Linked DNA regions of Mus musculus: all the other regions are linked to region 2. A link is a contact called in public promoter capture Hi-C data. All regions are on one chromosome and are shown on one strand. Each heading gives the region's core, a stretch centred on a gene start, on an enhancer-like site or on the middle of the called end of the contact. The rest is flanking DNA. Distances are from core to core; before and after follow the strand shown. Region 1 has its middle 11 kb from the start of Gm31781. Region 2 holds the start of Fam104a (family with sequence similarity 104, member A). Region 3 holds the start of 4932435O22Rik (RIKEN cDNA 4932435O22 gene). Region 4 overlaps Gm31724 (a long non-coding RNA gene).

What was found. Promoter capture Hi-C pulls out the DNA fragments that hold promoters and counts their contacts.
Region 1: a contact with region 2 is called in a promoter capture Hi-C map of hippocampal neurons, with 9 times the contacts expected there. The contact joins the enhancer-like site here to the promoter of Fam104a in region 2. A contact is called at or near these places in 15 of 39 promoter capture datasets (the 3T3-L1 cell line, 3T3-L1-derived adipocytes, the C10 cell line and 11 more), 5 of 484 Hi-C or Micro-C datasets (the AML12 cell line, frontal cortex, stem cell-derived neurons and 1 more), 17 of 115 datasets of contacts at active chromatin or transcription factors (the SCID.adh cell line, astrocytes, cardiomyocytes and 11 more) and 2 of 9 other capture datasets (embryonic stem cells and liver).
Region 3: a contact with region 2 is called in a promoter capture Hi-C map of pre-B cells, with 5 times the contacts expected there. The contact joins the promoter of 4932435O22Rik here to the promoter of Fam104a in region 2. A contact is called at or near these places in 5 of 39 promoter capture datasets (the C10 cell line, the HPC-7 cell line, HPC-7-derived erythroid cells and 2 more) and 2 of 115 datasets of contacts at active chromatin or transcription factors (embryonic forebrain and fetal liver).
Region 4: a promoter capture Hi-C map of embryonic stem cells shows a contact between it and region 2, with 4 times the contacts expected there. The contact joins the enhancer-like site here to the promoter of Fam104a in region 2. A contact is called at or near these places in 4 of 39 promoter capture datasets (the HPC-7 cell line, embryonic stem cells, hippocampal neurons and 1 more), 4 of 115 datasets of contacts at active chromatin or transcription factors (astrocytes, bone marrow-derived macrophages, embryonic stem cells and 1 more) and 1 of 9 other capture datasets (embryonic stem cells).

Annotation. Positions count from the first base shown.
Region 1 is chr11:114,634,101-114,639,611 of GRCm38.p6, reverse strand. No RefSeq gene overlaps it. Among named protein-coding and RNA genes, the nearest start is that of Gm31781, 11 kb to the right of the region's middle. Within about 2 kb of position 2,316, at least 30 of the 459 cell types and tissues checked have an H3K27ac peak or open chromatin away from gene starts, as enhancers often do. A contact at or near this core is called in the SCID.adh cell line, hippocampal neurons and trophoblast stem cells, where this site is marked.
Region 2 is chr11:113,680,968-113,686,246 of GRCm38.p6, reverse strand. Fam104a (family with sequence similarity 104, member A) reads left to right here and starts at 2,096. Exons shown (of 3, transcript NM_138598.5): 1 at 2,096-2,385. The coding sequence starts at 2,162. D11Wsu47e (DNA segment, Chr 11, Wayne State University 47, expressed) reads right to left here and starts at 1,813. Exons shown (of 5, transcript NM_001361593.1): 1 at 1,536-1,813.
Region 3 is chr11:114,445,774-114,451,147 of GRCm38.p6, reverse strand. It overlaps 4932435O22Rik (RIKEN cDNA 4932435O22 gene), which reads left to right and starts at 2,288. Exons shown (of 3, transcript NR_027643.2): 1 at 2,288-2,476.
Region 4 is chr11:114,539,289-114,544,807 of GRCm38.p6, reverse strand. All of the region lies in intron 2 of Gm31724 (a long non-coding RNA gene), which reads left to right. Among named protein-coding and RNA genes, the nearest start is that of Gm39472, 53 kb to the right of the region's middle. Within about 2 kb of position 2,702, at least 11 of the 459 cell types and tissues checked have an H3K27ac peak or open chromatin away from gene starts, as enhancers often do. A contact at or near this core is called in embryonic stem cells, where this site is marked.

The DNA.
Region 1 (5,511 bases), core at 1,067-3,566, 950 kb before region 2:
CTTCTGCTCCCTCTTCTACACAGTCAAGTCAGCGGGAGGTGGCAGATCGATTGCCAGTGTGGCCCTGTCCTGAAAACCATAATAGAGAAGAGACGATGTCTCAGAGAGTGAAGGGTTCAGGAGGCAGGAGAAAAGACTGGCTGGTGTCTGCGCTTTTTCAAACTTCAGACAATTAAATTAGACAAGGAGAGTGAAGACCCAGCCAGGGGACCCTGTCTTCCTGACCCTGTCATAGTCTTAGGCAAAAACCAAAAAACCCAAAAAACAAAAACAACAACAACAACAACAACAAAAACCCAAAAACCAAAAAAAAAAAAAAAAAAAAAAACCAAACCCAGCCTGCTCTTGTGTGCTTTCCCCATGGCCCAGGAGGTCTGGCTCCTTGACAGTTTCTAGGTCCCCCGAGTGACTACAACACACTCCAGGTTTTCCTAATTTATCAAATGTGAAGGGGAGCGAGATGGTCATAGGTCAATTCCACTGAGGGATTTATTATTTATTTGTGAGACAGAGAGCGTCCTTGTTGTCAAGGCTGCCCTGGAATCAATCCACCCTGTAGCCTAGGATGGCCTTGAACTACCTCTAGTCTTCCTGCCTTCGCCTCACCCATGCTGAAATTATAGGCCTGAGGTACCATGCTCGCAAGATTTCTCTGCTTATTTAGACATTATCCGAATGGGCTAGGAGTTTAAAAAATCTCCCCGCTAGGCAACCCCAGTGGCTGAGCTGAAGGCTGCAAGCTTGCTTGCTGCAAATGCCACTCTGGGAAGCCACCTGGAGTCCCCACCAGCTTGTGCCCCTCCCAGCGCCGCCAGAAAATAACCACCGCTAAGTTGGCCTGCAATATCAGAAGTGGATTTTGTCTCTCTCCTAGAGGCCTGAGGTCTGAGATTCAGCTGTCAGCAGGTCTGAGCTTCCTGATGGGGCTGGGGGGTGGGGGTGGGGGGATAGTGAGGGGGGTGTGGGTGGGGTGGGGACCCTTCCTTGATTCTCTGAGCTTTTGGTGGCCCTGGCTTGTTGCTCAGTTCTCTGCCTCCAGGAAAACATGGCCACCTTCCCTCCCGCTGCCCTGATATAAGGACTGTGGCTGGATCTAGTGCCACACTGACTCGAGACGAGCTCCTCTTGCCCCATATCCACAGAACACCCACAAACTCTCCTCTCAAATGGGAGTTCATCTGAGGATCTGAGTGAACATGCATTTTGGGGGACACAGTCACCTGCTCCCTTCTACATCTTTCCTCTCTTCCTGGTCACATACCCTCTCTCCGTTGGGAAACTATCCCTCCCCCAGTCCACATGAGGCAGGTGGGCTGGTAATTGTAGTGGGTTTTCTCCTGTCCCCCTGGCCACAGGGTAAGACGTGTAACCTCTCTGAACAATCACATGTGTCGTCCCAGGCTGTAGGAGTGGCTCTGAGGGGAATGGGGTCTGAGCTGGCCAGGCAGACTCACCCTAGGGCTTTGGATATTTCCCAGGAGAGTTGAAGCAAAAGGGGACTGGGAGGTGGGGCGACATCACTCCAGTGAGCAGAGAGCCTTGAGGGATCTTGCTGTAGGGTCTCGCTGTAGGGTCTGTGGCCACCTCCCCTACTGCCTCAAGAAAGAAACTGGGGCTGGATGTAGTGGTGCATGCCTTTAATTCCAGCACAGAGGCAGGGAGATCTCTGTGAGTTCAAGGCCAGCCTAGTTTACATAGTGAGTTCCAGGACAGCCAAGGCTATATGGTGAGAGACCTTGACTTGAAACCGAACGAAACCAAAACCAAAATTAACAAGAAAGCAAGCTGGTAGTTGGGGTGTAGGAAGAGGTCATCTGTGGTCATTGCAGTGGGCAGATAGGAGCAGAAGGATGGGAGGGGGCGGGGAACCTGAAGAGCCATGAAGGGAAATCCAACGTGTGCTTGTGTTTCTTGCCTCAGAGGCCAGGTCTGGCTAACCATCTAGGGAATGATGAGCGCCCATCAGTGGGCGTGTATGAGGAGGGCTGGGGTGTCCAGCCATGGGGAACATTCTTCGAAGAGTTTCCACTCTGGGTAGGTACTGTACTAGATTAATGTCTCCAATAAGCACACACCAGGCCCCTCCTGTGTGCTGGGTCCCAGGGTTGTAGGGCTGTGTAGAGAAAAGACAATATTGAGGTAATGTAGGTCAGTTGGAGGCAAGGAGGCTCAAGAGGTGGACTTTGCTCCGGAGATGCTGGGCGGGAGGGTGGAAGGAAGCCCAATGCAGCGAGGGAGGCAGCTCCTCACGCTTACACAGCAGGTGCTTGGAAGCATTTGTTGAATAAATGAATTTAGATTATTTTATGGTTCACTTGCTTATGTCTGCCAGTGACTCACGCTGTGCACATCCTTCCTTTTGTGCAGCCTTCCCCAGCACACAGATACACAGGCACACACGTACACACATACACACGAGCACGCACACACACGTACACGCGCGTGCGCGCGCGCACGCACACACACACGCACACGCACACGCACACGCACACGCACACACACACGCACACGCACACACACACACACGCACACGCACTGTACACTGTTGATTGCCCAGTGCTTTGCCTGGCACCTGGAGCGCTGAGTAAGCAGCTGTGGTCCACATGCCTGCAAGGCTGTCAGATGGATGATTGGCAGCTGGTGGGGAAAACAGCCTTGCTCACTTTACTGTCTGCTTCCCCCCCCCCCCCCGCCCCCTCGGTGGTGCTGAGCTGGAAGCGCTGCGTGGCTTCTGGCACATGGGCTTAAACTCAGCACCTAATGACTCACTTTGTGGATTATCCACGGCCTGTTTCATTTATGACATCTCTCTTTTCAACGGTAAGCTTCTGGGATACATTTAGCAAGAACCAGGCATACGTGACCATTTTAACAGGGGTTCGTGACTCTCATAGTACTTGGGGAGCCTGGGGGCTTTTCAGAAGGGGGAGGGATGAAAACATCAAAGAGAAGCATGAGGTGGGGGCTGGGGCTGGGGTTTCTTTGCTGTTTAGAAAGTCCTGAGGCATGGGAGGGGTCAGCTCTTGCAGCCACGGACCCTATTCTTGGAAGGCAAGTCGTTGCTGCAGGTCCCACATTCAGCCACTAGATGTCAGTGTTTCTTAACAGACGGAGCTGGGGATGGCCTCTTGCAAGGGAAGTTCTAACTGGTGGTAAGTGCCTGCGGGGTGAGTGTGGATGCCACTGTCTATTTAAGAGTTTCCGTATATTTTATGTAGTGAGTCGTCTGAGGATCCCTGGAGTTCAGAACCACATTACCTCCATCCAGTCCAACTGCAGACAACTGTGTGTGTGTGTGTGTGTGTGTGTGTGTGTGTGTACGTGACATTGTCAGCAAGGAGAGGGTGGAGCTGGGCAATCAGGCTTTAGGAGCCTTTTTGCTTCCTGGCTGAGAGAAAGGAAAGACAATGTCAGATGTGGAGGGAGGGGAGAGGAGAAAGACAGCCAAAAGCTGGGGAGAACCCACCTCACATAGCATCACAGCATGGGCCACATCGACACCCTGGAACACTTCCGTGTGCCCCAAGCTTCACTCCTGGTAGAGCTTTGTGTGTTCCAGAGGCTCCCAGAAAATGTACCAAATGGAGGTTGTAGAGATGGAGGCAGAAGAGGGACATTGGAGTAAGAAGAATGATGGAGGCCCCCAGTATACTCATCAGAGGATGAGGAACAGAGCCCAATCCCCACCCCACACCCCAACACTTACTTTCCTCCCGGCTCTTCAGTGCAAGAGTTAGGAATCTTCAAATGTAAGGCAGGGATTGGCTCTTGAGCCCCCAAGGGCAGTCCTAGAAATGTCTCCACTCAGGGTGGTGACGGCTACGGGCCCCTATTGCAGTACGGTGGCCGGAGATCACAAGCTTCAGGCTTTACACAGAGATAAGAGAGGTTATCTGCTGCCTCCCCTGGTTGCTTCCCCACAGAGTCTCAAGTTCCGTCATTAGAGACTGTGATTTATTTAGGTCAGGCCCTGGCTCCCCCTAGGAATTTTACATAGTTTCTTGCATGTAATAGACTGTTCAGTAAATATTTGTCAACCAAAGACTCCATTAAAATAAAATACCCTGAGGATGGGTAAACCATTTTCCTTTGCTAACACTTCGCTGTGAATTAGCTGATCACTCTAACTAGTGTCCTAACGAGGTTTCTGAGGGCCGGTAGTTCCAATGGGAAGTTCTCAGGCAGGGAGAGAGGCCTAGTCTGGGCAAATGTCTAGGGGGGAGATGGGACCTGATGGGGAGCAAGGGCAGCTGTGCTGAAGGTCAACACAAGGACATTGGAGTGCTTGCTGCCGGTGACGAGGATAGCTCTTCCCTCTGGAGACTCTCAAGTGATTTCCCTGGGAGAGAGTCTAAGTCCTCTCCAAGGATGGGTATGGAACTGCTTTCTGCTCTGGGCAACTCTCGACACCCCAGTCCCAGGACCCTTGGATGCTTCAGCCTGACTGTTCCTTGAAACCTAATAGTGAGGTCACGTTAATTAAGCCACCAGCGTCACCTTTGCCCCAGCCCCAGCCCACATCTTTGCTAGGTTAATGCTGACGAGTTATTCACCTTGAACGGACCTACCACAGGGAGCCTGTGGTGAAGGGGAGATGGGACTGGCATCATTCTAACCTCCCCAGGGTGACCCAGCATCCACCCACACACATTTGGACCTTGTCTAATGAAAGCAAGAACAAATGCATGACTTCACCTATGTTCTAACTTTAACTCATCGCTGTAACAGAACACGACCAAAAGCCACGTTAGGAGTAAAGGGTTTATTTGGCTCCCAATTCCAGGTCACAATCCATCACTGAGGGAAGCCAAGGTGGGAACTCAGGACAGGATCCTGAAGGCAGGACTCACAGAGGAAAGCTGCTTGCTGGCTTGCTGACTTCCAAGCTCCTGCTTAACTGTCTTTCTCTACTTTAGTACTTCTTTCTTTCTTTCTTTCTTTCTTTCTTTCTTTCTTTCTTTCTTTCTTTCTTTCTTTCATCTATCTATCTATCTATCTATCTATCTATCTATCTATCTATCTATCTCTCCATGCATCCATGCATCCATCCACCCACCCACCCATCCACCCATCCATCTATCTACCTACCTATGAGACAGGGTTTCATTATGTAGCCCTTGGCTGGCCTGGAACTCACTATATAGATCAGCTTGCCTCAAACTCATAGAGATCCACCTGCCTCTGCTTCCCCAGTGCTGAGATTAAATGCTTTTTTCAATTATTCCCGGCACTCGCTGGCTCTCTTACACAGCCCAGGACCACCTACATAGAGAATGGTGCTGCCCACCATTCTAATTGATTAATTTTAACTAACTTCAGCATTAGTTAATAATCAAGACAAATCCCCACAGACATAATCCTGGAAATCCATCAGTTGAGACTCCCTTCTCAGGTGACTCTAGGCCGTGTTTACAGTTAAAGGTAATTAGAAGTGTTGGGCAGTTTTATGTCAACTTGACAGAGGCTAAAGTCATTGGAAGGAGGGAGCCTCAATTGAGAAAATGCCTCCTT
Region 2 (5,279 bases), core at 847-3,346:
CAGATGGGTATGATCTCCATTTTTAAGTTATAAATTGTAATATAATTGATTATTCATATGTATATGGATATATAATCATAGGAGGATTTCTGAGTTCGAGGCCAGCCTGGTCTACAGAGTGAGTTCCAGGACAGAACCCTGTTTCAAAAAACCCCCCAAAAAAAACCAAAAAAAAAAAAAAGTACATTACACACTATATCTATCTCTTGTTATTCTCTGGAGTTGGGAAAGGAGAGGGTTGAATTACAAAGCTCGCCTGTGAGCTATTACTACATCTTTAAAATTCCAAAGGCCAGGAACCATCTCTCCTGGGGATGACTCCATTCTCAAAATCTACTACCACAAAGCATATTGTGTACCCCTGAATGCTCTGAGGAAGCTAAGGTGGTTTAATGGCAGCCTGGACTACACAGGGAGATTGTCTCTCCATCAATGCCCACGCAGACACACCTCTACCACTGACGCTGGTATGTGACATTTGTTGAACGAATAAACATGTTTACTATAACTATTTAATACCGTGACTGAAAATACCTCCTGGCCAGTAAATAGATTAAAAAAAATAAAAAACAAACAAACCCCCCAAACCCTGAGTCTGAAACCACTTTACAAGATAAAAATCCATTTGTTTAAAGCAACCATTACTTTATCGTTCATAAAAGGCACACCCAAACTGTTTCCCACCGAGTGCACCATAAGTCTTCTGTTAGTGAGAATGCACTGCCGCACTGAAGGGCACACGACAAAGACAATACATGGGCTTTCCAGTTTTTTTGTTTGTTTTGTTTTGGAGACAGGGTTTCTCTGTGTAGCCCTGGCTGTCCTGGAACTCACTCCGTAGACCAGGCTGGCCTTGACCTCAGAAATCCGCCTGCCTCTGCCTCCCAAGTGTTGGGATTAAAGGCGCGCGCCACCGCCGCCCGGTTGGACTTTCCAGTTTTAACGGTAGACTTTTTTGAGATGATGGGGTCTTACCTGGTAGCCTTGTCTTCCCTGGAACTCTCACTAGGTAGACCAGGATGGCCTTGAACTCACATAGATCAGCTTGCTCTGCCTCCTGAGTAGTGGGATTAAAAGGCGTGCATTACTACGCCAGACTCTACACCCTACACTTTAACAGGGGTTTCGTTTTCCTGCCTGACCTCTTGTCGACTCTCCTAAAGACCCCCATGCTTATGGATCACTGTTCACGTTTGGCAGAAACTCTGAATATCAGTTTGTGTAAGGTGGGGAGCTGATAGTACTGAGTCCTAGACAAAGAACTGGATTATGCTCCTGACAGAGAAAAGGGAATGCGTCTGACAACCAAAGTTAAGACTTCCCCAAGTCTTAGAGTACACGTATTCTGGTGGTGGTGGTGAGATCACATGGGAGACAAGGTCTCAAGTAGCCCAGGCTGGCTTCGAACTTGTTACACAGTCGAGGATGATTCTGACCTCCTGGTCTTGCAGCTTCTCCTCCCAAGAATGGGGATGACAGGTGTGCGCAACTCACGGCGGGCAGGGACCTCGCGATTCGCCACTGATCAAGCTCACCTCGCCAGCCGCGAGGCAGCTCCGTCCACACCGCCGCGTTCCCACGCCTGCCGGTCTCCCCCACACCTCTCGGTCCGGCCTCTTCCAGCAGGTGGGCGTGGCCCTTCCCGGTACGGAACTCCGTTATCCCGTTCGCCTGTTCCGCACTCCTCTCTTGACCTGCAACAAAGGTCGCGGAAAAATAGCCCAGCCCTTAGCTACTCCATGGAACGGGCTCCGCACCGTTCGGAGACGCGAAGTTCCACGCCGCACACTCTTAGAACCCGGAGCCCACCAACACCTTCCCAACCAGAGGACCCCTGAGCCTGTGGCCGTCCGCGTCTGTGCCTGATGGAGCTCGTCTGGTTCTTTTTAAAATTTTCACCTTAGAGAGGCTTAACGCAGAGACAAGTATCAATGATCGTCAAATAATGTAATTTATCTAAAATCTGGCTTGACTTTTACGTCGTGTCCTGTTTTGTTTTTGAACAGGCGGCTGCCCCGGACACCTAAACGGGGGTCCTGGAAGTTCCCGGTCAGTCTTCCCTCTGGGACCCGCCTCTTCCTGCGTGCGCGGTGATGGGAAAGCGCGGCCGGCGTCCCGCCTCCGCGCAGCCGCAGGAGGACAGTACCACGGCGCCTGCGACATGGGGAGGCGCGGAGGCGACACCGGAAGTGGCTGTGGTCCGGGTCGGCCCGAGGGGGACTCAGCGCCCGCAGCAACCACCCGCGCGGCGGCGGTCAGAGCTCAGACCCGTGCGGGTGGGCGTGGCGGGCGCCGGGACACAGCTCCGACTGTTCGCTGTCGGCGCGGGGCGGCGCCGCGTCGCTCGCCTTCACCAGCTGCCATGAGCGAGCGCCTCCGCCCCAGGTGAGGGAAGGGGGGAACCCGCTTTCTCCGCGGCCCCTCGGCCGAGGATGTGCGCTCTGGAGCCGAGGGGCGGACGGAGCCGGCGGGGTGGTGGTGCGAGGCTCTGGGCTGCGCTGCTCTGCGGTCGGAGGAGGCGGAGGGGAGAAGGTGGCGCCGCCTCTGACACTTGGACCCCGTGGGCAGCCAGGGAGGCGACGCTCTGGAATCCAGGGCTGCCCCTTCTCCGTCTTTTCCTTGTTTTCTTCGTCTTCTGCCCTTTCCGCTTCGGAATGAGGTTTGTTCGGCCCGACGAGACGGACGGTGTGGTCCTTCCTAAATTGAGGCGGGCGGTGGTGGTAGGGGGATGGGAGGGATGGCCGATCTGGAAGAGATGGCTCCCTTCGAGCGAGGCGCCTCGGAGAGGGGACGGGATGCTTCGGGGGCGGGGAGCTGCTGGCGCCCCAAGGTCAGGAGAAAGGCGGGGGTTGGGCTTAACCCCTGCAGCTGGGAGGGCTTAGGGCAGACCGCAGCGCTGTGCCCTCCCTCATCTGATGGACCCGGGTGGGTGGTGACCCACTCTCGGTTGTAGCATTAGCAGGCAGGATTCTAAACAGTTTGGATGAGGGGCCAGTTGGCTGGGAGCAGGGAGGTGGCTAACACCACGAGTTACTCTCAACCCTCACTAGGCGGGCGGCCCCTCGGGGCTTTAGGCCCGATCCAGATGAAGTTTCTTTTCTCCTTATTTTCCGTCTGGGAAGAAGTAAGTTGGGACGCCTTACCTCAGAATGAAGAAGGCTGGCTTTATTTCTTACTGGAAAGTCTCCTAATAAGATGCTTGACGATCTATCTACATCTACGCTAAGTTGTACTTTTTCATTTCTCTGGTGGAGAACAGAGAACGGATTTAGAGAGACTCATTTATTTATCTAAGTCTATTCAGGCTCGCGGCTCTTTATTCCGTAGTCGTCTCAGGCTTAAAGAAGGTGGATCGTAGGCTTGCTTTTTTATTTTCTCTCATAAATGATTTTACTTATTTTATTTTATGTGTATGAGTGGTTTGCCTGTGTATATGTATGTACATCACGACGTGCGTGTCTAGTGTCAACGTAGACTCAGAGGAGGGCTGGGAACAAAACCCCAGTCCTCTGTAGGACTAACAGGGGTCTTCCGTGGCTGGGCCATCTCCTCAGCCCTGAGTCTTGTTCCTTGCATTCTTTGGTTATGAATGTAATCATTGTTTTGCAAGGCTTCTCCCTGAAACAGTTATTTCATGGGACTGGGGTTCCCCAACATTCTGAGATGACTTGATCCAGTGGTGAGAATTTTAAGGTCCCTAGACTGAATTGAGTGACTGATTTTGGTTCTATAGTAATTGTAGTAGAAAGCCTGTACTTGTGTCAAAAAAAAAATGATCAAACTAAATTGGAAATTAGAAGGTGCTTGCCAGAATTATAATCTGGTCCATGGCATTAATGTACTCCAAAAGGTTTAATCTTACTGATTGTACAGATAGAATGAAGCCATAATCTTGCCAGTTATTAGAAATCATTGGAAGGTTCAAATTAGGTCAAGTTGGAATTATGGACCAGTTACAGTCACACCATTAGAGTTAGGGCTGTGACCTTTAGATGCAGCAAGCCTGAGCTGACTGCCATCTTTTAGATTCTTTTGGAATGTCTCCCTCATGTGACAGCCCTCAGCATTTTCTGTCACTAACAGATTTTTTTAAATCTAGTGCTGCAGACAAGTAGTGTAAGTTTGTGCTGATTACAGATTCTTTTTATCTAATATACTTATAGAAATCTTAGTGTGTTTATATATTTTGGTGACTTTTTTTCCCCCTCTTTCTGGTGACTTCTTTAAAAACCAGTTATCAAGGACAGACCTTTCTTGCCTAATTTTTATTTATTTATTTTTTTATTCTTTCTCATCACCCATGAGCTAGCTTGGCCCCCTCTGGTGTCAGACTTTCTCAGTAGACTGAGAACACTGTAGAAGGGTGGTTGTATGGTAAGGAAGTATGCCTTATCACAGATCCTTAGCGTCTACATATGAATTGGGAGAGAGACACCTATAGTAAGAAGCATTTGAGATGGACTATGATTGTGCTTGTCTTTAACCCCAGCCCTCAAGAGGCAGAGGATCCGAGTTCATGGCTAACTTGTTTTGTATAGCCAGTTCCAGGCCATCCAGGCTACCTGGTGAGACCTTTTATAATAAAATGAAAACCAGTTGTTGTACTTTCTATTTAAGTCTGCCTAAGGTTCTTTGAAGAGGACCAGGAAAATAGGACAGAAGTGAGATATGAAAAGTGATGGAGCCAGCCATTCTGGGGGTGATAGATCTAGCAATTGTTTTTCCCTAAGTGGAAAGGAGGTGCCTAGAAAGACAGTGAACCGACTGTAAACTTGTGATCTTGTCAATTATTAATAAGGGTATCGAAAGCTGAGTGTTCTAGGGAGGCATTTAATAATGAAAACTAAGAACAACAAACATGGAGCCTAGTAGAGCTCATTCTTAGCTCCTGACCACTGAAAAGAGGCCCGAGAGATGGTGCTTATACACTGAGAAACTGACAGATCTTACATGACTTGCCCAGAGGCAGATGACAACAGTAGAACAGCCCAGTGCTGCTATTGGTACTGGGAGGAAAATGCCCTGTTACAGATGAGGAGATGGCAAGTTTTGGTCAGCCTCATAAAGTTTGGTTGCAGTGACTCAGCAGCCCCAAGCATAGCCAGCTGTTGTCATGCTGATAAGATAAAAGTTGAGGTGCCAGTGTGCTGCCACTGTTGAGGGTCTCTCCCAGCAGACCTTGTCTCATGCAAAATGCCTGTAGTGGGGTGGAGGAGAAGCTTCTTAGTTCAGTTTATATACTAAGTTACTGTTTGTTCATTCGTTTGTTTGTTTGTTTA
Region 3 (5,374 bases), core at 1,039-3,538, 760 kb before region 2:
TGGGCTTTAAGACCTTCAGCCTAGCTGCCTGGAAGTCAGTCTCCCACCTTCAGATGAAGATGTAGAACTCTCAGCTCTGCCTGCACAATGTCTGCTTGGATGCTGCCATGCTCCCACCTTGATGATGATGGACTGAACCTCTGAACCCGTAAGCCAGCCCCAATTAAATAGTGTCCTTATAAGAGTTGCCTTGGTCATGGTGTCTGTTCACAGTAGTAAAACCCTAACTAAGACTCTGTGTGTGTGTGTGTGTGTCTATAGCTACTGGATTTGTAGGAATTTATTATGGCAGTTATGGAAAGCTATGGAGAGTATCTCAAGTCAACCTGGTTGAAAAGAGAGAGAGCAAGGAGAGTATCCTTGTATCCTTGCTCGGGGGTCATTTTCTCCCTCAGTCCTGTCCTGACATGCCATGTCTGCTGTCAGAATACACGTCCAACAATCCCCACAACTACAGCTTGCGGGCTGCCAGAGACAGAATTCTAAAAATGTTTCCCAAGACCCCCATCCTTTTGTTTTCTAATCCAACTTCGACCTAGGTATTATTGCAAAAGGGCTGCCTAGGCTGGTGTAATCAGCGGGCCTTAAAATAGGCAGCTTGTCTAGGCAGACCAGAGTGATCGCACAAGGCCCTCAGAAACAAAGGCAGAGAGTCAGCGTTCACATATGAGAGGTTTCTATGTTCTGTTGCCGCTTCAGAGATATAAGGGCCACATCCAAATAGCACAGAAGTCCTAGCTTCCCAGAGCAAACCCTACCCAGTGACCAGTCAGGAACGAGAACTTTAGTCCCAGAAACACAAGGAAGCCAAACTAGCCAGGGACTTGAATGAGGGGAAAGCAGATTCACCACACGGCATCCAGTAAAAGGCCGATTAGTAAGACGGCTTGATTTTATCTTTCTGAAATCTGGAGCTAAAGTAGACCTGCTATGGAGTCTCTATACGGTGTCTTAGGTCATAGCTGTGCTTTTCAATTTGGAGGTGGCCCAAACTGGCTGGCCTGGGTTGGTTCAGGCTGTATTACAGGATGGCACATTAGTTATGTCTACTCTACTCTTGCATGTTTGCATACCTGGTGTTGTGGTTTGAATATGAATGGTTCCCAAAGGCTCCTATATTCAAGTGCTTGGTTCCCAGTTTGTGAAATTGTTTGGGAAGGATTAAAAGATGTGAACAACCTTGTTGGAAAAGGTTTCAAAAGCCCACACCATTCCCCGATAGCTCTCCCTCTGCCTGGTGCTTGTTTGTCAGACGGAAGTGCTCACCCACTGCTCCTCTGCCATGCCTGCCTGCCTGCTTCTTTTGTGCTCCCTGCCATGGTGACCTTCCCTGTTCATGGTGACCCATGAACCCCCAAATTAATTTTTTTTAAAAAATACATTTCCTTGGCTGTGGTGTTTTGTCATAGCAATAGAAAAGTAATTAAGACATGTGGTCAGTGTCAGAGGTTCAAGGCCACTTCCAGCCTCAAGAACACAGGCAGTCTTCACTGCATCATGGAGCCGCATATACTATTAGCCCAAATGAGCCATGTGGAGTGAGGGGAGAGGCATTACCAAGAGCCAGGACGTCCCATTCTCTGTTAAAGGAAAGATCTGGAAAACAGAGACCTACAATCTACTCTGCATATCCCCCACTGGTGATTTAACAGGACCCCACCCCCACCCCAATCCCGCTGTGTTCTCCCAACACCCATCTTCAACCTGTCACCTACCTGCTTCTTCAGTTTCCACTCCCCTGTGTCTCCCACATTGGAACATCATAAGTTCCGCACAAGTGGAAAGTTGTGTCTAGATCAGATCTGGCACATAACAGGTGGTCAGTGTGCATTCCTTGAATGGTCTAAATCTGATCCCACTACCCACGTCCACATCATGAGTTGTGATTCATTTTGTGTGGGAAAAGCAGCCACTATCCTAGCTCGGGGAGATGGACTGAAAAACCTCATCACGTTGGAAAACAAACCAATTTCCTGCACTGATTTGGAACCTCTGATGAGCCCGAAGAGTTGGAGATGTTCTAAAAATAACTCCCACAAAGCCTCACTGTGACAACACGTTTCTCCCCCTCTGACCTGCCCGATGGAGGGGCCCGGGCCTAATAAATTCAAACAACAGGGCATGCCAATCCCCAGAGACTTCACTCCTGGGGCTAAGATAATAATCCCAGGGTTTTGGCAGGCATTCCTGGATCGCACTCAGCTTCTCTTGCATGAAAGGACAGGCCGCCCCTGCCAAATGGAACCACCTTGGAGAAGCTGGCTGGGCTGCAAGTGCTATCCTCTGCAGTCAGCAACTGGCAAGTTCAACTGGTGTCTGTGGGGCGCCAGGCACAGCCTCTGTTAACCCTTTCACCGCCCGCCCTGAAGAGTGAACACCATTCTGCTCCCCACCGAAGATGGGAAGTGAACTCTCTTTCCTGATATGACAGGGACAGGAGATACCACAAAGCTTCAAGGTCAAGCCCGTGATTCAGGTTGGTACCCTTTCTACCAGGTCAAGTGGGTGGAAGGTTCTAGAACTACTGAAACTGGATTTTTCCAGGGGGTGAATAGGGCAGTGTTGGGACAGTACTGGGGTGTGTGTGTGTGTGTGTGTGTGTCCTGGCTTACCGTGTTCCCCAGTCCCTTCCAGGAGTCCTGGGGTCTGAAGGGAAAGTGGTGGCATCAATGCAGTCGGATGTGTGAGAAGCAGGGACAGACACCATTACAAGTCTTGACTAGAATCACAGCACCATAGACCCAGGAGTCTTCCCACCATTCTTAGCACCACTGCCATGTATTATCTATGATATTAATTATTTATCAGTAGTAGTTATAGCCATCACCACCACAGCTAGATCATTAATATTTACCAACAATTAATAGCATTAATATTTATTAATATTAATCTCCATTAATAAGATGTAGAAATGCTTGTCAATTTATCAATAAATATTAATGGTATAATATTTATTATAATAATGAATAGTTATCACAAATGCTATCCACCAGGCATTAACGAGCCTAGTATAAGGTTTGGGGAGAGGGCTCAGGCTCAGTTCAAATCCTCAACACCCGAATCAAAAGGCTGGTGGTGTGGTGAGCAGCTGCACATTAGCACTGGGGAGGCAGAGACAAGAGGATCCCTAGTGCTGAGAGCCAGCCAAGCTGGCTGAAGTGATGAGCGTCAGGTTCAATGAGAGACCCTGCCTCTAAACATAATATAAGCTGGAGAATGATTGAGAAAGACTCCCAGCATTGGCCTGGCCTTCACAAAACATGCACACATGTGTGTGCAAGAGTGTGTGTGTTTGGACACACACACCACACACATATACACAAGCACGCACTTACGTATGAACATGTACACTTTGTACACACACAGAAGAAAGTCTTAAGACATTATCAATTTTAAAAAATTGTATGTGCCTGTGTGTGTACTCGGACAAATTTATGTGCACTGTGTACATGTGGGTACCCATGGAAGCTAGAGGGCAAGAGATTCCTGCAGCAGGAGTTAGAGATGGTGGTGAACTGCCTGATATGGGTGTTTGAAACCGAGCCTGGGTCCTCCAAGAAAGCAGTAAGCACTCTTAATTGCTGAGCCACCTCTCTAGCACTTCGAAGGGAGAAATGAAAAGGTAAATGCAAAACCTACTATAGGTATTAAAATAATACACTTGACAGAAAAGGAAACTGAGGCACAGCTTAGGTTCCTGGATGAGCATAGCCTTCAATAAGCAATGGAGCTGGGGAGGGCCTGGCTGGCCAGTGCGAGGGCCCAGCCTTACGTTTACTTTCCATAATATCTGAGAAAGCAGATTCCCGGCTTCCACTTGAAATGTTATATTTATTGAGTGCTCTGGCGTCGCTCACTGAGAGCAAGGGGAGGGTTGGGAGGGCATGGTGCCAGGGGACCCAGGATCAGAGGGGTGCTGACCCCTCAGAGACTGAAGTGGGGGATGGCACCATCAGATGTATTAAAATGCAAATTTCTGCCTTGCTTGCTGGTTTATCATCTGACTCGTTATACAATTTGCCAGTTATAGAAGAAAAATTACCATAATGGGGCCCTAGGGAATGGTTGTAAAAAGGAGACCAAACGTTACTTATCAGCCGTTCCACTACAATTATCTTCTGCGTTTGTTCTCTTCCTCTTCGGAAACATGAAACCGTCATGTGCCAGGGACTAGGCGCTGCCTGGGCAGAGAGAGTAAAGCGGCTGTAACTGTGATCTGCTTTCCCGCTCTACTCCCTGCCCCCTCCGCACTCAACCCCACTCCAGTCCTGCCCAGTGGCCGCTACCTCCCCTCAGCAGTGGTCCTCCAGGGTAGGACCGGAGGACACTTCCAATCAGAAAGGAGGTAGAAGCTCTGGGTGAAGTTTTGAGTGTTTCCAGGACAGCCTCTTTCGGGGGCGGGGGGGGGGGGGCGGGGCGGGGCGGGGCTTGATTGGAGGTGGGGCAACTGAGTATCTTTCTCGACTCAGTAGGTGCCAGACAGGTTTACTCAGGACCCAGGCAGGCACCAGAGAGCCAGGCTTCTGCAAAAGTGTACAGTTATTGTGTCTGGCACTCCCATTCTAATTTCACCCCTGCCCTGACGACTCTCACTCCCAGGATAGCTTTCGATCCTGTATCTGCCAGCTTTCTTCTCTCCTGGGGCTCCTTGCAACTCCATTCTCTCAGTGTCTAGCCTTGTACTTGGAACATAATAAGCAGGACATAAATATTTGATGAATGAATGAAAGTGTGTCTGTGAGCCCGTGCCCGTGTGTTTCCAGGTTATTCCAAAGTTGTCATCCCCACAGGCTGACTTCTTTTTAGGTCCAGCCAAGTCTTCTCTAAGCCCCAGGGCCTCTGCCGATTTCTTGGGTTTCTGGAGCCTGCATATTCAAACAGGCAGGGGAGCTGATAACTGCGCCCCGCCAGCTGTCTGTGCATATTGCTTAGATATTTACACTTTCCCAGACCTTAGGCGGCTCTGTCATTCTCTTAGAATTCCTTTTGTCTTAGTTCCTGGGGCTCCTCATTTGCCTCTGCCACAGTATGAAAGGTAAACCCTCTTTGCCTCTGAGTTAAATTTACAAAGCATGAATCCAAAGCCACTCACCGAGCGCTCAGCCTCCTGCTTAGCGGGGATCTCTGTGATACCTGGCTTCTCCAGCTCTCTGCAGGAGAGAGGGTGCAGGCAGAAATGTTGCTTACACAAAACTTCTTTGATGTTACTATCCTCTAGCTGTAGGAGCCCTGTGGCAGGGGCACTGGATGGGTCCTTTGACCTCTGGTTACCCACTCCATTGGTGTTCAGACTCTGGGAGGGCAAGCCACCTCAGAAAGCTCCCAGGAAGCCAGAATATTATTCCTTCATCTAAACTTTTTGGCTCAGGGAGCA
Region 4 (5,519 bases), core at 1,453-3,952, 860 kb before region 2:
GCTAGCAGAATGGCCCTGTAGTGGCCCAGAGAAGGTGAATGGAGCCGCCCAAGCCCCATGCCTGATTTCAGGGCCGCTACTGCGCAAGTCTGGATGCGAACGAGTGGGTGTAAAGAATGTCAAGCAAGATTCGATTACAATTTTTATTTTGGAAAAACCTTCATCAAAATATGTATATCTAATTAGGACAATTACAGCACAGGAACAAAAAACTGATTAAAAATCAGACACTCCATAAATTATAAGTGTTTTCCTCCAGCTGGGGCACATCTCTGGCTGCTGAGCTGCAAGGCCAATCAATGGAGCCAGGGCTCTGGGAGCATGAGTGGGAGGAGGCAACACCCAGGACAGGATGGAGGGATGCTGAGCGCACACTGGGGGCTCTGACACTGCCCTGATGGATGTAGTTCTCAGGCATGGAGGCTGGTTGATCTGCTTGGAGCAGGGAGAGCAGCTGGGGCCTCCCCACAAGAGGCTCTGTCTGGTGGGTGGGGTCTGGAGAGGTGTGGATGTGTCTCTGCTCAGCAAGTGTGTGCATGTGCGTGCGCATACTCAGTGGGGGCAATGTGTCAGATTTTGTATATGCAAACATCTGTGCAAACATCTGTGGCACTGGAAGAGGGTGTGAATGTCTGGACATAAGTGAAATGTACAACTAAGACTGGAGACTGAGCCACAGGCAGTGTACAGAGCTGGAGCAGACAGTGGGCTGGAATTGTATGCTCGAGGCTCTACTGCCATTTGTGGGGTGCATACACAGAGGACGGAGCCTGGCATGTCACCGAGCAAACTGAGCTGTTTTTAAGATAGCCTGAGATGGGTCTGGGGAATGTGGCTTAGAAAGTAAACGCTCACTATGCAGACACGAGGACTTGAGCGTGGGTCTCGTGGGCAGAGTGAAAAGCTGGGTGCAGCAGCATGCAGCTGTGACCCCTGTGGTGGGAGGAGCAGAGTCAGGCGGATCCCTGGGGCTCACAGGCCAGAGGTGAGCCAAAGTCAGTGAGAGACCCTGTTTCAAAAACTAAGGTGGAGGGTGACTGAGAAAGACACTTGCTTTTGATATCTGGACACATACACAGTGATATATATATATATATATATATATATATATATATATATATATATAGAGAGAGAGAGAGAGAGAGAGAGAGAGAAAGAGAAAGAGAGAGCGAGAGCGCCCCACAGAGACACAAAGAGAGACACAGAGAAACAGAGACAGTCTCTCTCTCTCTCTCTCCCTCCCTCCCTACTTCCTTCCCTCCCTCCAAGAAAAGATGGTAGAGGGGCTGGAGAGTTAAGTGCAGTTAAGAGCACTTGCTGTTCTTGCAGAGACAAAGTTCAGAACCCAGCACCCATTTGAGGCATCTCACGACCCACCGATCGGACACCCCTGGCCTTTGAGGGGTTACCCACACTCCCGTGCACATACTGTCCCACTCCACCATGCCCACACATGTTTAAAAGACAAGGAAAATCTCTGCATAGGTGAAGCCATTTGACTGTTTTGCAGGCGGCGAAATCAGAATGCAGAGACTTAGAGCTGTGTAGGCTTGCCTGGCCGGTAAGGGACTCAGTTACAGAGGTGATGTGGCCCCTGAACTTAAGCTAGGTGTCTGGCCCCTCTGATCTTCAGTCTTCCCCAGAACATATTGCAAGGCCAGACTTAATTAGCAGGCCAAGTTGATACACTCCTGCTTAGCTGCTTGTCAGAGGAGAAGCATGCAGGGGGGGGGGGGACGGCGGGACGGGGATGGGAGGGGGGGGCGGGACGGGGACGGGAGTCGGGGGGGGGGGCGGGACGGGGACGGGAGTCGGGGGGGGGGGGGGGACGACGAGGGATGGGGGATGGGGACGGGACCAGACAGGGGACAGGGAAGGGGATAAGGATGGAGACAGAGGGGGGAATGAAAGGATTGGGAAGACAGGACGACTTGGGAAGAGAGCATTGAAAAGCCCTAACACACACCCTGTAAACTCTCCTCTGAAACAGCTGTCTATTCTCCCTCTAAGGAAGGGGTTTATCTCTGAGCTGGATCCAGCTTTGACACACCAAGCTCATTTCATCCCCAGCCAATCCCCTGGGAAACCAAGTCTGGACCTTGGTCCCTTGGCTCCTTCTCCCAGCTCAACCCAAATCCCCACAATCGGCACTCTTGCCGCCAGAGCTTCCAGAGTGCGCCTGGTATTTGGAAACTCGGGGGGTGGGGGTGGGGGGTGGGGGTGGGGGGGATTACCCTGTGGGCTCAGATCCTGGAAGCCCTGTTCAGGAGGGTGGGAGGGATGAGCAGAGGGGCCTCTAACATGTCAGTCTGCTCATTTACCTCATTCGGCTGCCAACAGTTGGTCATGCTGTACCAAGAGGGGCCCTTGGCCAAGGTGGTGCTGGGAGGAGGAGGAGGGGCAGAAATGAGAATGCTGGGTGAGCCAGGTCAACTGAGGTTAGCTCCGCCCACCATGGTTCTCATTTCCCTGAGAGGCTTGTTTGACGTGACCTCCCTGCTGACCTGGGGTTCCTTGTCTGTCAGCTACGATACCTAGAGAAACTTCCGGAAGTTCCTTCAAGCTCAAACTGTCTGACCCCAACGTTTCTCATCGTCATTTTCGAGGTCCTGCCTCACTTGTAGTTTCACAGGGTGAGGCCTGTGTCCGCTCCGCCATAGGGCGCGGCTGATTGGAGAGGCAGAAGGTGGGGAGTTTGACTGTGCTTATCCCACGCAGATGCTGGGCTGTAGGGAGGAGCCGAGGCACCGCTGTGGGGGTGGGAAAGCCAGAGCTGGTCCAGGAGTCCCCAGGCCTTCAATGAAGCCGGGGCTGTGGGGTTCTCAGGGTCTTTGACATCCAGGCGCTGCTGAGAGTCACGGAAAAGCTGAGAAAGAAATGGGGGCCAGTGGGCTGGGTCTAGTTTGAAGTATGTGTGTGGGGGGGTGCGGGGAGAAGGGGCGTTTCAGCTTGTCCCAGTGGGGAGAGTCCTTAGTTTGGTGGCAGGTTTGGTGGTGAAGAATGTGTAGGAAGGGAAACTTATTGGCTCTGCCCTCCAGGCCTCTAGGTATCTCATTAGCATGGAGAATGCTGTCATGAGCCTATGTGACCACAGATCAAGTCTCTTTGCCTATTGTTTTGGTCTGAGGTGTTAGGGATGCCTCATCTACTAGTGGAAGGGCTTGGGGTGTTGTCCGTACCTGACTGTGGGCCACAAATCTCTCTGTGGGGAGGCCGCAGCTATGTGATAGGGACCTGGTGCCAGGAGCCGGCAAAGTTCCTACCGTCCCTTCAAGGCCTCCTGGGCTTTAGTTCAACCTTATCAGGCTTCCTCCAATGGTCCACAGCCCTGCAGTTTCTCAAGAGAAGGGTTAGTGTGGGTGCTCAGGTGGAAGTCAAGAGTGTGCTCCAGCAGGACCTAGGGGTGGGGTGGGGGTGGGGGATAAGAGCTGCTTTGCAGGTGGTCTGGAAGTGCCCCTGGATTTGGCAACCTACATGAGCACCATCTGAGTTTCCCAGCAGGGCTCTTCCTGCTGCACTGAAGCAGGAGACTTCCTCTTATCTCACTCACCAAATGGATGCTGTGGTGGACCATCCATCTGATAGTAGGAAGGCTCCAAGCTAACTGGGAATAGGGTGGGCCTTTGAAATCCCAAAGCTCATCTCCAGTGACACATGTCCAACAAGGCCACACCTTCTAATCCTTCCCACAGTGTTCCATTAACTGGGGACCAAGAATTCAAATATATGAGCCTGTATCTTTATTGGATATTCTTTTTGAAACCACCACAAGTAGCACATGATCTTAATGTTGAGCCAGCTCTACAACTCCCCAGACCTCTTGACCCTTAACTGCTGTCCTGTCCTGGATGCTTTCTGGAAACCAAATGTGCTGTTCACTCTGGGATGCAGAGTACAGATTTTTCTTTTCCCTCCATTTTTTTTTTTAAACCAGAATCCTCAAAATCCTCAAAATACTCCAAATGTCCCCCTTATGGCCCCTTTCACACTGATTCATCAGAGGATGTCAGCACTCACACCCAGCCCTGCTCTGTGATCTGAGATTTGGCTAACAGGCTATCTAGTCTTCTATTACTGCAATTACTTCTCACGACCACATGGTGTCACTGTTGGTGATTGGTCTGGCGCAGTTTAATGGATGAGACCAATGGCAGGGTATGCATAGTCTAAGTCAGTCAAGATAAAAACACCCTGGCACACAGTTGTTCTGTGAGCACAAAAGTCTCAACTAAAAGAACCTGGGACCTTGAGATTCTTGGAGGGAATAGCTTTGCTACGGCCTGGGCTAGTGAGACTTAAAGAGTGACCTTGCCAGCTGCCACACCCCCATTGCCAGAAACTCCAGTGCACAGTATTTTAAAAATAAATGTGTGCACTTTGCTCAATCGCAATAAAGATGACCTTTAAAAAGATAGTTATGAATGACCTTTTATACCATCTCCTACCCCATATGCAAAAGACACTCAGTAGAAGCGAAAGCTGTTAAAGTTCTCTCTGTACTTTAAATGCCCACTTGCCCTCGACACCTCTTAACTCGGAGACATAATTTTATAGGAAGAGCTGTGAATTTGCAAATTGGAACTCTCAGCATCTCAACTTCATACCCAGAAATATTTAATATTAAATATATACCCATTTCTTCCTCTTAAAACGACTTTACCGGTCTTGTGGGGATTTCCCCTAATTTTTATTTATTTCTCGTAGACGAGGGAAGAAGCATATACGATAGCATCGTCTCTGAGAGGCAGAGGACAACTCGGGGGAGTTAGTTCTCTCCTTCCACCGTGTGGGTCCCAGGGATCACACTCAGGTTGTCAAACTCGGCAACAAGTGCCTTTACCCACCGAGCCATCCTGATGACCCCTTTGTGGATCTTTAAAGACTTCCCTTTTTAAAGAGCCAGACTTAGTTGACAGCTAAATTGTGTATAAAATTCAGTTCTCATTATCCGCCCCAACAGCCTCTCTGCCTATTGGTGCCTCTATCCACATTTATTACAGCTCTTGGACTCTCCAAAGTGTAATTTTTTTTTTTCCGACATAGTAACAGAGTTGACCCAGAAAAGACTCTGCTTGGCTGTCTTGGACCGCAGTCCACCTCTGAGCCAAGCATTCTGACCAGAGACCACAGCATCTGTCATAGTGTCACCTGGGATGTGGTATCAGTCAAGATGCTCTAGAGGATCAGAACGTATAGACTGGATCTCTCTGTATATAAAGGGGATTTATTAGAATGGCTTACAGGCTGTGGTCCAGCTAGTCCTGCTTATGAACGATAGGTTTAAGGACTCAGTAGCTGTTCAGTCCATGAGGCTGGATGTCTCAGCTGGACTTCAGCATATGCCGGAATCCTGAAGAAGTAGGCTCTGATGCCAGTGAAGGAATGGGCTTGCTAGTGAGAATGAGAGCGAGAACAAGCAGGCAAAAGGAGGAACCGCCCTCCTTCCTGTTCTTTCATAGGCTGGCGGCTGATGTGGACCAGATTAAAGGCAGACCTTCCCACCTCAAAGACCTGGATTA